Linked DNA regions of Mus musculus: region 1 is linked to region 2. A link is a contact called in public HiChIP or PLAC-seq data. All regions are on one chromosome and are shown on one strand. The core of a region is the stretch at or near the end of the contact, and the rest is flanking DNA. Distances in the headings are between cores, read along the strand shown. Region 1 has its middle 18 kb from the start of Gm34402. Region 2 holds the start of Ctnnbl1 (catenin, beta like 1).

What was found. HiChIP or PLAC-seq counts read pairs in DNA pulled down with a chosen protein or histone mark.
Region 1: an H3K4me3 HiChIP or PLAC-seq map of embryonic basal ganglia shows a contact between it and region 2, with 3 times the contacts expected there. The contact joins the enhancer-like site here to the promoter of Ctnnbl1 in region 2. A contact is called at or near these places in 8 of 39 promoter capture datasets (cranial neural crest, embryonic stem cells, hippocampal neurons and 3 more), 1 of 15 datasets of contacts at CTCF or cohesin (pro-B cells), 17 of 484 Hi-C or Micro-C datasets (the G1E-ER4 cell line, embryonic stem cells and trophoblast stem cells), 7 of 115 datasets of contacts at active chromatin or transcription factors (differentiating embryonic stem cells, embryonic basal ganglia, embryonic hindbrain and 1 more) and 1 of 9 other capture datasets (embryonic stem cells).

Annotation. Positions count from the first base shown.
Region 1 is chr2:157,971,624-157,979,116 of GRCm38.p6, forward strand. No RefSeq gene overlaps it. Among named protein-coding and RNA genes, the nearest start is that of Gm34402, 18 kb to the right of the region's middle. Within about 2 kb of position 4,183, at least 31 of the 459 cell types and tissues checked have an H3K27ac peak or open chromatin away from gene starts, as enhancers often do. A contact at or near this core is called in differentiating embryonic stem cells and embryonic basal ganglia, where this site is marked.
Region 2 is chr2:157,732,130-157,739,670 of GRCm38.p6, forward strand. It overlaps Ctnnbl1 (catenin, beta like 1), which reads left to right and starts at 5,272. Exons shown (of 16, transcript NM_025680.4): 1 at 5,272-5,430. The coding sequence starts at 5,401.

The DNA.
Region 1 (7,493 bases), core at 2,933-5,432, 240 kb after region 2:
TTGTTTTGTTTTGTTTGAGACAGGGTTTCTCTGTATAGCCCTGGCTGTCCTGGAACTCACTTTGTAGACCAGGCTGGCCTTGAACTCAGAAATCTGTCTGCCTCTGCCTCCCAAGTTCTGGGATTAAAGGAGTGTGCTACCACGCCAGGCAAATAAATAGATCTTAAAAAATAAACTGCAAAGAGTACTTTCATTTTAAAAAAATAATATGTATGTATGTATGTATGTATGTATGTATGTATGTATGTATGTATGTTTTGGTTTTCAAGACAAGGTTTCTCTGTCAGAGAAACAGCCCTGGCTGTCCTGGAGCTCACTTTGTAGACCAGGCTGGCCTCAAATTCACAGAGATCTGCTTGCCTCTGCCTGAGATTAAAGGAGTATGCCACCATGCCCAGCTAAGAACACTTTTTGAAGACATCTTATCAGCCACCCTGTTCTGCTCTTTAGAGGCTGCACTTGGGAATCTTCTAAGAAAGTCCCCTTAAGCCAGGATCTCCCCTACTGTGAACAGCAGCCATGTTCTTCAATATTATATTTCAGAGCTATACAGGAGCTGTCTCTGGGAGGCCTTGATACTCTCCACACACATTCCCAAGGCACTCATTAGCCAGTGATTTTGGCTCGACTTTTTAGGTTACTGTAAATCTTTTATTAATGCAAACATGTTCCAATCTATATGCCCCTCATCGCCCCTGGAAATGGGGTAGGAAAATTCTGAGGGCTGGAGAGCTAGCTCCGTAGTTAAGAGCAATTTTTGCTCTTTCAGAGGACTTGGGTTCAATTCCCAGCACCCACACCATAGCTCACAACTGTCTGTAATTCCAGTCCCAGGTTATCCAAAGCCTTCTCCTGACTTCTGTGAGCGCCACACATGCCCGAAAAGCTCATACAGATGCAGGAAGAACCCACAAAATGAATCTAAAAAACATAAAAGAAAATTCTAGAAAAAGCAGTCATTCTGCATGTATGTCTGTGTGAGAGTGTCAAATCTTGAAGTTACATACAGTTGTGAGCTGCCATGTGGAAGCTGGGATTTGAACCTGGGTCCTCTGGAAGAACAACCAGTGTTCTTAACCGCCGAGCCATCTCTCTAACCCTAGAAGAAAATTCCAAATAACAGAATTGCTAAATCAAAGGGTACATATGCTTACAACTCAAGAGTTCTCAGGGGCGGGAGGGTGGCCCAGCAATTAAAAAAACATGTGTCAGAAAATCAGGGCTCAAGCCGGGCATGGTGGTGCACGCCTTTAATCCCAGCACTCCGGAGACAGAGGCAGGCAGATTTCTGAGTTCGAGGCCAGCCTGGTCTACAAAGTGAGTTCCAGGACAGCCAGGGCTATACAGAGAAATTCTGTCTCGAAAAACCAAAAAAAAAAAAAAAAAAAAAAAAAAAAGGAAAAAAAAAAGAAAATCAAGGTTCAATGCCAGCAGCCACTAGACTGTGTGGCTCACAACTGCCTGCACCTTAGCTCCAGAGGATCCAGAGGATGCAATGTATGTGTGTGTCGCCAACACTCAAGTGTACCCAAACACACACACATACACATGTATGCACACACGCACGCACGTACACGTTATTGAAAACAAATCTAAAATACACCTCTACCATTTGTGTTTAAACATGTTGCCTAGCACTGTTCTAAAGAAGTGCACAGTCTGAGCTTTCATGTGGGTCCTGGGAACTGAACCCAGGTCCCCTACAGGAGCAGTAAGCACTCTTAACTGCTGACGCCCCAGCCCTCTCTCTCTGTTTGTTTTAGGAAATAATGTACAGTAGCATTGGCACAAGTGCGTGGTAGAATTTCTGTGTTGGGCAGGGATGTGGAGTGTCTCATCTGCCCCGGATGGTTTGATTCCATGATCATGTTGCTTCCTGTCTTTTGCTTCAACACACTGGGCATCTGATATGTGGGTGGTTTTGTAAATAAGGAAAGTCAACACACAAACACACCTCAGAGGAGATTTAAAAAAAAAAAGGTTGATTCTGGAGCCAAATATGAGTGCTCATGGCCTGGGAGCTCACTATGTTGTGTTCCAATGTGGTAAGCTTTCTGAGTGCTTCAGTGCTGTACAGGAAAGTAATGGCCAAGCGGGGAAACCTTTACTGGAGGCCTCAGTCTTTGATGATGCGTTTAGCCCTTGTGCTGCTGGAAGCTAAGGGTCTCTGAAAGGACTGATCAAATAGGCAGGAAGATATCAGCTCAGACACAGAGTAGGCAAAGAATAGCTATTAAGGGACTAAAAATAGCCCAAGATAACTCGGGTCTAGAGCAGCAACATCCCAACTCTCCACAGTCAGGTAGGTTCAAGTCAGCCAGTGAGCTTTGTAGAATCCCTAAAAAGGACCCTGCCATGGTGAACGGTCTGTGCACCCCTTCATGTGTTGTGTATACTGCCCAGCCAACCTCCAAGGAACTTGTGCCAGTTACAAACCCGTCTTCCATACTGTCAACACTGTCTCAAATCAGATGTTTTAAGAGGAGGGACGGGCTGGAGAGATGGCTCAGTGGTTAAGAGCACCGACTGCTCTTCCAGAGGCCCTGAGTTCAAATCCCAGCAACCACATGGTGGCTCACAACCATCTGTAATGATAACTGAATCTCTTCTGGGGTGTCTGAAGACAGCTACAGTGTACTTACACATAATAAATAAACCTTAAAAAAAAGAGGTTCACCACACACACACACACACACACACACACACACACACACGAGGAGGGACAATGCTCAGAAACTGATCCAAACCCTTTTTCACAGAGCAGATGGGACAACAGGCTCATGAAGATGGAAGGAACACCAAAGGTCACTGATGGCTGGTACCAGCTTGGTTCCTATCTCTGGTGCTCTGTGGTAGAATGAGAACCCTGGGTGAGGTCTCTGTGTGAGAAGATGGACCAATGGGAGGTGGGGCACTCTCAGGTCTCCCCACTACTGCACACAGGCCAGCTCAGCGGGAGATGTGATGGATTTTATATTTCCGGAAGAAACTTGTGGCTCTTCTCTCTATTCCCTTCGCTCTTCTTGCCCCCCACCTCCCATCTTTTCCCTTAGAAACAGCCTTAGATTCTGAAGGTGCTTTCTTTACTTCTGAAGCCCGTGTAGGAGGAAACTGAAGACGTGAGGGTACTGACTGAGAGAAGGGCGAGACCTAGCGCTGCTGTGCGGGAAGAATGGCAAATTACCTAAGGACTGGAGCCAGAAGGGGGTGGTGCAGGCGCCGGTTCATTCATTGGTGCCTTTTAACTCTTTCCTGCAGCAGGAGCAAGCAGCCCTTGGTGTCCGGCCATGGCTGCTTGGGGGTGGGGGTGGGGGGCGCATTTCCACAAATGGTAGGTGTTGAATGCTTTGAAGTGAGGAGGGCCCACTTCCTCTTTGGGCTCTGCAGACAGGCTTTGGCTCTGGGTAAAACTGTAGGAAAAGGTAGCCGAGCTCCTAATGTCAGAGATGATTCCTGTGGGAAATCAGGCTGCTTTTCAGGCATGATTTGAAAAGCCGCTGCCTCCCAAAGTCAGCGGTGGTGGTGTGGGGGTATGGGGGGGGAGTGCCATTTATAAAGCAATCAGTGCTTCGCAAGAGTCCCCCATCACTCAGAATTATTTTCTGAAATTTGGCCTCTGTTCCTCACTCTGGAGGAAAGGCAATCCGGGCGCTCGGCTTGCAATCAAGCGGATGGGGAGGACTGGGGTGAGCCACACAAAGGGAGAGGGGCTCCTGCATTGTTCTGCACAGCTGGAGCTCTGGAAAATCATTTCCTGGGCTCCTCCAAGCTGCTCGGATGGAGCCCGAGGAGGCCTCATCAGAGGCCCCATTCATCTCACTCCGTACTTTTAAACTTTAAAGCACATATTTATGTGCCTCAAGTCGCTCATGAACCACCGCACGTCAAACAGTTCGGGGCTGATGGAAGAGGTGCCTGCTCTCGTCCTGGGACTTTCAGAAACGCAAGTCTCATTGCTGGCCTCTCTCCCTTCCCGTTTCTTCCGTGTGCTGCCAGGAGATGAATATTCCTAAGATGCTCTCCACACATCCAGGTTTCCCAGCATTTTCCAAGATGATGGGGCGGATCCCTCAAGGCTGGACCCTAGGCTTGGCATTCAAAGCTCCCCGTAGCTGTGGCCTCAGCTTTGCCACCAACCCCTTCCCAGCCCCCCTTCCAGCAGGTTGTCTCTGTGACAGGCTGTAAATGCAAGGTGATAAATGGCTGTCATTTCCTCCTCCCCATCTCGGTGTCTGCAGGCAACTAAACACAGCTCTTGCTTTAAGGGAAACGACACCACCTTAATTCCTTCTCCATATGGTAGGGTGAACTGACCCGAACTTGTGCTCCAGCCTGTCTGTGAAGATGTAGATCAGGGCTTGTCCAATTATGGTTGTAAGGAAAAAAAAAACCCAACCCATTTGCTTATTTTTATGAGACCTTTGATCTAAAATGATGTTCATATTCTCTACAAGGATGTAACGGGGCTGGAACAAGAGGCTAGTTGGTAAAATGTTTGCCTTGTAAGGACGAGTTCAATGCCCAGCACTGTCAGGGAAGCCAGGTGTGGTGGCACAGCTTGCTGTCCCAGAGCTGGGGAGGTGGAGACAGGTAGATCCCTGGGGCTCACCGTCTAGCCAGCGGTGCTCACTGTCCAGCCAGCTGTGCTCACTAGGTGAGTTCCAGGCCAAGTGGGGGACCTTGTTTGAGAAACCCAGGTTGAGCTGCTCCTAAGGAAGGACACCATGGTTGACCTCCGCCCCTGCCCCCAGCATACATGTGTGCATTTACATGTACACCTGCATGCATGTGCCTTCCTCCCACACACACATGCACCCACAATGAACACACATGCACATACACACAAATAAATTTAAAAGTTTTGGTGGGGGGTGGTTAGAGAGAGGGTTTCTCTGCGTAGTAGCCCCCGGCTCTCCTGGAACTCACTCTGGAGAGCAGGCTGAGTTCTCAAGAGATTCGCCTGCCTCTGCCTCCACTGCCCAGCACAAATTAACATTATAAAAGGGTATTTAAATTATTGCGGGGCAGTGGTGGCACATGTCTTTTTTTTTTTTTTTTTTTTGGTTTTTCAAGACAGGGTTTCTCTGTGTAGCCCTGGCTGTCCTGGCACTCACTTTGTAGACCAGGCTGGCCTCGAACTCAGAAATCCGCCTGCCTCTGCCTCCCGAGTGCTGGGATTAAAGGCGTGCGCCACCACGCCCGGCGGCACATGTCTTTAATCCTAGCACTCGGGAGGCAGAGGCAGAGGCAGAGGCAGAGGCAGAGGCAGAGGCAGAGGCAGGCGGATTTCTGAGTTTGAGGCCAGCCTGGTCTACACAGTGAGTTCCAGGATAGCCAGGGCTACACAGAGAAACCCTGTCTCGAAAAAACAATATATATATATATATGTATATATATATATATGTGTGTGTGTGTGTGTGTATGTATGTATGTATGTATGTATGTATGTATGTATGTATGTATATTAGGCCTCCGAACGCTTGGGAGGTAGAGGCAGGAAGAGCTCTGTGAGTTTGAGGCCAGCCTGCTCTACAGAGCAATTTCCAGGACTTTTAGGGAGGTTATATAGAATCTGTGTGTGTGTGTGTGTGTGTGTGTATCAGGCTGGGCAGTGGTAGCACATGCCTTTAATCCCAGCACTCAGAAGGCTGATGGCTACTTTCAGGTATGACAGTGGTAGAGGCTACCTGAAAACAAAGGCCACACCAGGGAAACAGGACAGGAGCCAAAGGCTAGAGGAGGACTATGGAGTGTTCTGGCCTCTTGGGGCTCATGCTAGCTTGAGGCTCTTAGCACTCCCACAGCAGGCAGCATGCGTGTAGACACAGGCAGGGCTGCCTCTGCCTGCAAGCACAGCCTTCATCCCCTTCTGAGAAGTCACGGCATTTCCCAGGCCCTGGCTGGGACACTCTGCTTTCCCCAGCCTTCACCTTCCTGGAACTCTTCTCTGCAGAATGGAAGGAAACCAGCCAGCAGCAGCCTTCCCAGGCTAGCCCTTTCCCAGTTTAACACACTCAGGCTATTGCATGTCTCCTTCCTACAGGTCCCACTGAAGTCCTGGTGTTTGCATTCTTGCATTAGTCTTTGTCTAGCCCCAACCTGCTGTTCCCTTCAGCTCAAAGGTGGGTCACGCTGAGGGCTCACCAGGGTGTGTCTCAGGAAGTGCTGTCCTAGAGGACTGTGCAGTAGCCATGGGCAGCAGGCTAGAAAGCAGGAAACCCTGGTGGAAGCCCAGCCACTGCGATTGATACTAGTTTACAGAATGGATTCCTCCTCACACAGCTATTGGAAGAGGCTGAGGCAGAAACTGCATGTGAGTGATGGGAAATGAGGCTCAGAAGTATGAATGACCATTCCAAGCTCATAGTCACTCAGAGGCAGCGGCAGGATTCCCCCAGCTCTGATAGTCTTTCCACAATATGGCATCTCCAGCCACCTTCAGAGGATGCTCTCGGTCAAGTTCCATGTTTCCCTGCTCAACAGAACCATTTACTGCCTACAGTAGCTCAGATACACTCAAGACTTTTTTGTTTCATTTTTCTTCATGTGTGTTGGTGCACATGTAGGGGCCAGAACTCATCTTCCAGTGTTTCCCCTCAGGAGCCACCCATCATTCATTCATTCATTCATTCATTCATTTAAAGATTTATTTATTATTGTATCTAAGTACACTGTAGCTGTCTTCCGATACCCCAGAAGAGGGCGTCAGATCTCATTACAGATGGTTGTGAGCCACCCAGGTGGTTGCTGGGAATTGAACTCAGGACCTTTGGAAGAGCAGTCAGTGCTCTTAACCGCTGAACCATCTCTCCAGCCCTGTTTATTTGTTTGTTTGTTTGTTTAATGGGCATTGCTATTCTGTCTGCATATATGTCTGTGTGAGGGTGTCAGATCCCCTGGAACTGAGCTACAGACAGTTGTGCACTGCCACGTGGGTGCTGGGAATTGAACCTGGATCCTCTGGAAGAACAGCCAGGATTCTTAATCACTGAGCCATCCCTAGCTCCAGATTTTAAATCTGCCATCCACCTTTTTATAAATATAATAAAAAATTATGTGTATGAGTATGTATGTATGTATGTATGTGCACATGTATGTATGTGCACTGTGAACCCTTTGGGGGCCAAAAGACATGGAGTACCCTGGAACTAGAGTTAGCAGTGATTGTGAGCTACCATGTAGGTCTTCTGTAAGAGACTAGTGAGCCTCCATTGCAGCCTCTACCTTGAGGCAGGCCGGGTGAAACTTACCAAGTAGGCAAAGCTAGCTGGCCCGTCTCCCAATTACACAGTGCCATCATACCTGGCTTTTCTATGTGGGTCCTGGGGATTGGATTTGGTTCCTTATGCTTAGAAGGCAAGCATTTTATTAACTCAACTGTCTACCCAATCCTTCATTTCTTTCTTTTTTGAGACAGGGTTTCTCTGTATAGCTCTGGCTGTCCTAGAAGTCCATCTGTAGACCAGCTGGCTTCCAACTCAGAGGTCTGCCTG
Region 2 (7,541 bases), core at 4,022-6,521:
GAGCAAGATCCCACCCAGCTAAGCTTATTGTTGGTGTTTGCAATTGATCTAGGGAAGTTTGGACTTCTAATCCGGAATGAAGTATAATCCAGAAATGGGGGTACACTTGTGATCCAGATCCTGAGTCTGGAAGACACAGGCTTTTGAACTGGTTTTTGAGGGACACTGGCCATGAAAATATTAGGACCATAAATGGTGGTTGTACTGGCTGGCTTTGTGTGTCAACTTGACACAAGCTGGAGTTATCACAGAGAAGAGCTTCAGTTGGGGAAGTGCCTCCACCAGATCCAGCTGTAAGGCATTTTCTCAATTAGTGATCAAGGGGGGAGGGCCCATTGTGGGTGGTGCCCTGGGCTGTTAGTCTTGGGGTCTATAAGAGAGCAAGCTGAGCAAGCCAGGGAAGCAAGCCAGTAAGTAACATCCCTCCATAGCCTCTGCATCAGCTCCTGATTCAGAGCTGCTTAGTTCCAGTCCTGACCCTTTGGTGATGAACAGCAACGTGGAAGTATACGCTGAATAAACCCTTTCTTCCCCAACTTGCTTCTCAGTCATGATGTTTTGTGCAAGGATAGAAACCCTGACTAAGACAGTGGTACACATCTTTAATCCCAGGAGACAAAGCCAAGCAGATCTCTGAGTTCAAGGCCAGCCTGGGACAGAGTAAGTTCTAGGGGAAAAAGCTTAAGTTCAGGCATGGTGGTACATGCCTTTAATTCCAGAATCCAGGAGATAGAGCCATGCATATCTCTGAGTTCAAAGTCAATCTACAGAGCAAGTTCCAGGACAGCCAAGTTTAGGCAGTAAGAGTTGAAAAAAAGAAAGCTGGTAATAGAATGAGGGGGACCATGTTCCAGCTCCAGCAAGCTGCAGATCTTGGCAGCTTTGGTCATTTGTCTCTGGATTTAGAGTCAAGAATAGACAAGACTACTGTGACAATTGGTGTAGCTTAGCTGGAGCTAAGAAATTAGTGTTGATTACAAAGAGACCGGCATCACTGAAATGAAATCAGGGAAGTGTTTTCTGAGAGTAAGAGAATCTGTGTTCCAGAGATAGCCAAGGTTGTACCTTGTGCTGCAGCTGGACTTGGTAATGTAAGAATAATTGAGATGGTATTGGTTTTGAAGGAATGAAGGGGTCATGGCGAGCAGCTGAGGCTGGGCACTTTGAGAGGCCATGGAAGGCCATTGGTGAAGATTCAGTCTCAGTTGCAACTGATTGCCCAGGACTGAAGGGGTCATGCAAAGAAGTTGAGGTTTGGCACCATGAAGAAATCCTATGAGAGGCTATTGGTGAATCTTAGTTGCAGTGGAAGATCCCAGTGTATTGGAGATGCCAGTACCATGGGATGATCACCAAGAACAGCAGCAGCAGTGGAATGGAGTTAACCAGAGACTAGAGTGCTACAGAGGGCAGAGCTGGAGAAGTGATGCCAGCCCTTTGGAGGAGCCCAGATCATGTGTGGACCAAAGACACTGGAACAAGAAGCTGTGAAGCTGGAGTTGACCTTACGATGTTAAAGATGCCAGAACCACAGGATACCTGCCAGGGAAAGCTGCTAACAGGGAGTGGCATCAGCTCAGGAGAAAAAACTTTGGATGGATCTCGGAAGGGGCTTTGGACTTTTAACATTGTTAAGACTGGTATAGACTATGTTGGACTAAGTGTACATTTTTATTATGCTATGGCTAGCTATGGCCCCCATAGATGTATGTGTTTGAACAAGCCTATAGGGGCCAGGGAGTGGAATGTGATGGTTTGTATATGCTTGGCTCAGTAAGTGGCACTACTAGGAGGTGTGGCCTTGTTGAAGTTTGTGTGGTCTCCTTGGAGCAGGTATGTCACTGTGGGTATGGGCTTTAATACCCTTGCCCTGGATGCCTGGAAGTCACTCTTCTCCTAGAAGCCTTCAGATGAAGAGCCTCTCAGCTCTGCCTGCACCATGCCTGCCTGGAAGCTGCCATGCTTCCACCTTGATGATAATGGACTGAACCTCTGAACCTGTAAGCCAGCCCCAATTCAATGTTGTTCTTTCTAAGAATTGCCTTGGTCATGGTGTCTGTTCACAGCAGTAAAACCCTGACTAAGACAGGGAGTCAAGTGGAAGTGCCTCGGAGCCCAAACTGGTACATCCCAGAGGATGACAGCCTGTACCCCACGTTTCTGCAAGGTGCAGTATGACATTGCTTTTGTGAGAATCCAAGCAGATGCCACAGCCCCTCTGGGGGCCTGCAGTTATTGGGGTAGCTGGGAATAGTGCCCTGGGAAGAGCAATAATGACAGTGACAGGGGCCAGGCTCCCTTTCAAGTGCTTTAGCAGGTGGCAATAAAGAACCCGTGCAGAGGCTCCCTGGAGAGCACTAACAGAGCAGGGACAGAACAGGTGCACACCTGCAGACAGTTTGGGCCTCCACAAGCACTGGCCTGAGATTCCCAGGCTGGTGCGGTCAAGGGCCGTTAGTCAGCGAGTGTCTATTGACGCCTGCTGGGCATGATGTACACACCTGGGATTTTAACCCTGGACAATATTTTTTGTTTAAGATTTTTCTCCCTAACTACAGTATATGTTCCCAGAGCTCCATGCTGGAGCTGGGGAGATCACTCCCCGTGTGAAGCACTTGCCTTGAAAGCCTGAAGACCTCAGTTTGAAACCCTAAACCCGTGTAAAGCCAGGCATGATAGCGCGCACCTGTAATCCCAAGGCTTTGTGCTGAGATGGGAGCTGGAGACAGCGGAATCTCCAGAAGCATGTGCCTCCTACTGAGAGATCCGTATGCCCCTGCTTCTGGAGTGCTAGGATTAAAGGGGTGCACCATCACACCTGGCCCTGACCTTTTCTTTAACTCATTTTCATAAATTGGCAGCTTAGCTGGGTGGGATCTTGCTATGAAGCCACTGCTCCCTTCATTCCATTTAACATCAAGATTAAAAAAAAATTATCTCCTTGAATAGAGGATTTAGCTCCACTCTACTTCTTGCTGTCCCATTTCTCCTTGAACAGTCTCTAGGCCACACACTAACATTCTTCTCCATTGAAACCTCTTGAGGCAGGTCCCCATAGGTTCAAATCACTCCAGGTACCACTATCTTCCATGTTCCTACTAAGATGGCCCATTAAGCCCCACTTAAAGCATTCAACTGCTTTTCTAATCCAAAATCCCAAAGTCTGCACTCCTCCAAACCAAAGCATGGTCAGGCTTATCACAGCAATACCCCAGTCCCTGGCACCTACCTTAGTCAGGGTTTTATTGTTGTGAAGAGATACTATGACCATGGCAACTCTTATACAAAGGTTTCTTTGGGGCTGGCTTACAGTTCAGAGGTTTAGTCCATTATGGTTATGGTGGGAAACATGGCATTGTGCAGACAGACATGGTGCTGGAGAAGGAGCTGAGAGTTCTATATCTCGATCTGTAGCTAGCAGGGAGAGACAGTGATACAATAGCCAGGCTTGAGCTTCTGAAACCTCAAAACCTACTCCCTAGTGACACACCTTTCCAACAAAGCCACACCTCCTCTAACAAGGCCACACCTCCTAATAGTGCCACTCCCTATGGGCCCATGGGGGCCATTTTTATTCAAACCTCCAGACTGGGCTTTTGCAAATCTGCCTATTGAAGCTGACTGAGGCAAGGCACAAACTAGAAAATAGTTCTGTTCATGGTTACCTTTATTCTGTCCTGCCTCTCTGGAGGTCACAATCTACACTTAATTGAAAGGGAGGGGAAGGACATGCAAATGAACTCTGTAAAAAGCAGTTTACATTGGCTACTCTTTAAAAACAAAAACCCAATCAGAAAGCATCCCTGTTTTGACGATCTCAACAACTTCCCAAAGTAGATAACATAAAATCCACTCTCCTTAACAACACTCACAAAGCCCACGGTGAAACCTTCTCTGTCATGCGTTGTTCTGGGCTTTGAAGATTCGAGGGTGAGGTTGACAAACTCAATCCCAACTTTTAGAGAGTTTGGAGTCCAATTAATGAGGCTGTCAAAACATAAAATGTCAACCATCAAGTACAAAATGACAGATTGAGTCTGTGAACAGTAGAGGAAGTGCTAACAGAGAGAATAATGAGGAGAGGTTGTGGCAGTTTGAGGAATAACAATTTTCTTATGTGTAGTTGGAGGTAGTTGAATGGGGTTTCTGGATGGTGTCTGTTGTAATCCCAGAAGAGGAACGCCTTGACTATCTCTCAATAATGGGCAAATTCCTTCCCCAGGAACCAACCTTTATATATATATAAATGTGTGTATGCGTGTGCTTGTGGGTCTGCACAGAGACCAGAAGAGAGCACCAGATCCCCCAGAACTGGAGTTACAGGCAATTGTGAGCTGTCCAGCATGGGTGCTGGGAACGGAAGTAGACGTCTAGAGAGCAGTAAATGGTTCTAAGCGCTGAGCCATGTCTCCAGACCCCCAGACCCTTTAATACAGCTTGGGTAGACAGGAGATCTTCCAGTTGCCACTGGGTCTTGTGTTAGTGAATACAAAGAAGCCTGGGGGAAAAAAACAAACATGATATCAATGGTTTCTCAGCCACCTATGGCCGGAAGCCATTTTGTAAGCCCAGGGGAAGCATAATGGGAACCCCAAAATGAAATCCACATATACAATTTCAGTATATCTACTAAGTACGCTTAACAAATGAGAGGAAAGTCAAATTCATTTCATAATATATCTTCCTTTACCCAGTAAGTGAAAAAAAAAAAAGGAACCAGTTCAAGTACGAAAAATCCACTGTGCATTTGATTAACACTTAACATCTTTATTAGGACTAGGCACACTTCAAGTGCCCCAGAGCCACATGTGACTAACTATGGGGCGCATAATTTCAAACCTCAGCTCCTTCCTCTCCCTCTTTCCCTCCCTCTTCTCTCCCTGTAGCCCTAGCTGTCCTGGAACTCGTTTCTGTAGACGAGGCTGTCCTCGAACTCAAAACATATGCCTGCGGAGCTCTGCCTGCCTCTGCTTCCCCAGTGCTGGGATTAAAGGCATTCAACACCACCAACAGGCCAACTTCAATTATCTGTGAAATGAGAATGAAAGAACAAAAGTGCCAGTCTCTGGAAGCTCTTTAAGGTTACCCACGAAATGCCAAGCACTCTGCTCTACTCTTGGATAACGGCCTCGCTTTTAGGTTCATCCCCTAAGTATCCGCCCCTTTCCCCGCCCCTTCAGGTTACAGGCGGAAGCAGAATTGTCAAAACGCGGCGCGCTTTACGGCAGCGCGTCCTTTTACGGCAGTGTGGCGGGCTCACCGGCCACGCGCTCTTTTACTCTATTGGTTCTGGGGCCTGGCGCTTTACGGCAGTGTGTCAGGAAAAGCCTCTGAGCGGCCCGTGGTTCGGGAGTTGAGTGGAGGCAACCAGGGTACCCTGTGCTGATTGGGTCCGGAACCATGGACGTGGGCGAACTTTTAAGCTACCAGGTAAGAGCAGTTGGCGAGGCCGGAGGGCTCCTCATCCTCGCTCGGGTAGCAGGGACAGAGTCCCGTCATCTTGCCTCCCCTCGGTCCCTGGCCCTCACTTCTCATGTCACCCGGGCTTGCATCCTGTCATTGCACTTCACTCCCCTAAGCCCTCTGGACCCTTTCGACCCCTTCCTTCTCCAGACCTGAGCCTTGTGATTTCTGTTCCCCACCCGGTAGCCCTCAGCTCCTCTTCCGTCTCGTTTCTACCAATTCACAGGGCTTGGGGAGACAGTTGTGAAGACCCCCGCCCCCCCCCCCCCCCCGGTGTTGAGCCTCAGTTTCTTTACCAAGTGTCAGTGTAGCTTTGGAGAAGTCTTTCTCCCGTCACGGAGTCTCAATTCTTCTTTTAAAATCTATAAAGTGGATGGATGTATGTGAAAGGTCATTTGAAAGTGCAGAAACCTGTGCCCACGTTCCCTGCTATTGTTAAGCTGTTTGGAAGACGGAGCTTGGAATGGGTCGGTAAGAGACCTCTCGACCTCCTTGCTCAGGGTGCTTGTGAGGAACGGGTGACCCAGAGAGAAGAAAGGACTCTCTTGAGGTCACTCAACAGTTACAAAGCTCAAGTGTCCAGACTCCCAACTCAGAGTTTTGTCCCTCTTTTGACTGCCTAACGAGGCTTCTTGTGTCCATCTTTGTTTTCATTAGCTGCAATAGGCGTTGGGACCCATAAACTGTAATTATTCTGAATTAGGAAGTACTGTAATTGTAAATCACACTTCATTTTAAAGACTTAGTATGAAAAAGGTAGTATTTTTATATTGATCACAGATCCTTGATCATATTGATTGAATATGTATGAGGCCATAATATGATGGAGCAGACTTTGGGTGATGGATGAAATAAAAAGTGGGTAAGCCAACCTTATCCACTTGCATTTTGTTCAAGGTGTGATGTTTTAAAAGTGATAGCTTTGCAGTCAAGAGTAGGCAGTGAGAACCTGTGAACTTGAGTTTAAAAGTGATAGCTCTAGGCCGGGCGTGGTGGCTCGTGCCTTTAATCCCAGCACTTGGGAGGCAGAGGCAGATGGATTTCTGAGTTTGAGGCCAGCCTGGTCTACAGAGTGAGTTCCAGGACAGCTAGGGCTATACAGAGAAACCCTGTCTCTAAAAAAAAAAAAAAAAAAAAACTCAAAAAACCCCCAAAACCAACAACAACAAAAAAGTGATATCTCTGCAGGCCAGAGTAGGCGGTAAGAACCTGTGAACCTGAGCTGTTAGCCATGGCTGCCTTGAATCTCAGTGCCTGAAAGTTGGGAGGGAGGCAGCGGCCAGTGGGTCACTGAGTTCCAGGCCAGCCAGGGGTACATACTGAGACACCCCACCACCACTACAATAAAATAAAATAAAAGGCCTGGATTTGGAGCCCCAGGTTGCCTTCCATGCCTTTTGCCTTACTAACTAGTTGTTGTAATCTTGAACAGATACCTCATGGTACCGACCTTATGGTCGGTTGTGAAGAAAGTTCTTCTTCTGGTAAGAGTCTGTTAAGAAGCTGGCGCCTTTAATCCCAGCACTTGGGAGGCAGAGGCAGGTGTATCTCATTGAGTCCGAGGCCAGCCTGGTCTACAGAGGACAGCCAAGGCTACACAGAGAGACTCTGTCTTGAAAAACCAAAAAATAAAAGCAAACCAAAATGAAAGAACAACAAAAAGCCTAGCTATGTCTGGTGGTTGGTGATTCACACCTTTAGTCCCAGCATTTGGGAGGAGGCAGAGGCAGGCGGATTTCTGAGTTTGAGGCCAGCCTCGTCTACAGAGTGAGTTCCAGGACAGCCAGGGTCTCACAGAGAAATCGTGTTCAGAAACCAAACCAAACCAAAAGAAAAGAAAAAAGAAAAGAGAAAAAAAAAGCAGTGTTAGGCCAATGTTTGTTGCAGTTAAAACAGCCCATAAATACTAATATTGGTAGTTATTTCCTTTAGCCAATATATACAACACTGACCCCGTAGATGGAGACTCCAGGCCTGATGAGAAAGAATACATTAAAAGAAAAAAAGGGAAAGAATACATAAGCAACAGATAACAGATGCGAGGCCATAATAGTTTTCTCTTTAAGATATGTAATTGG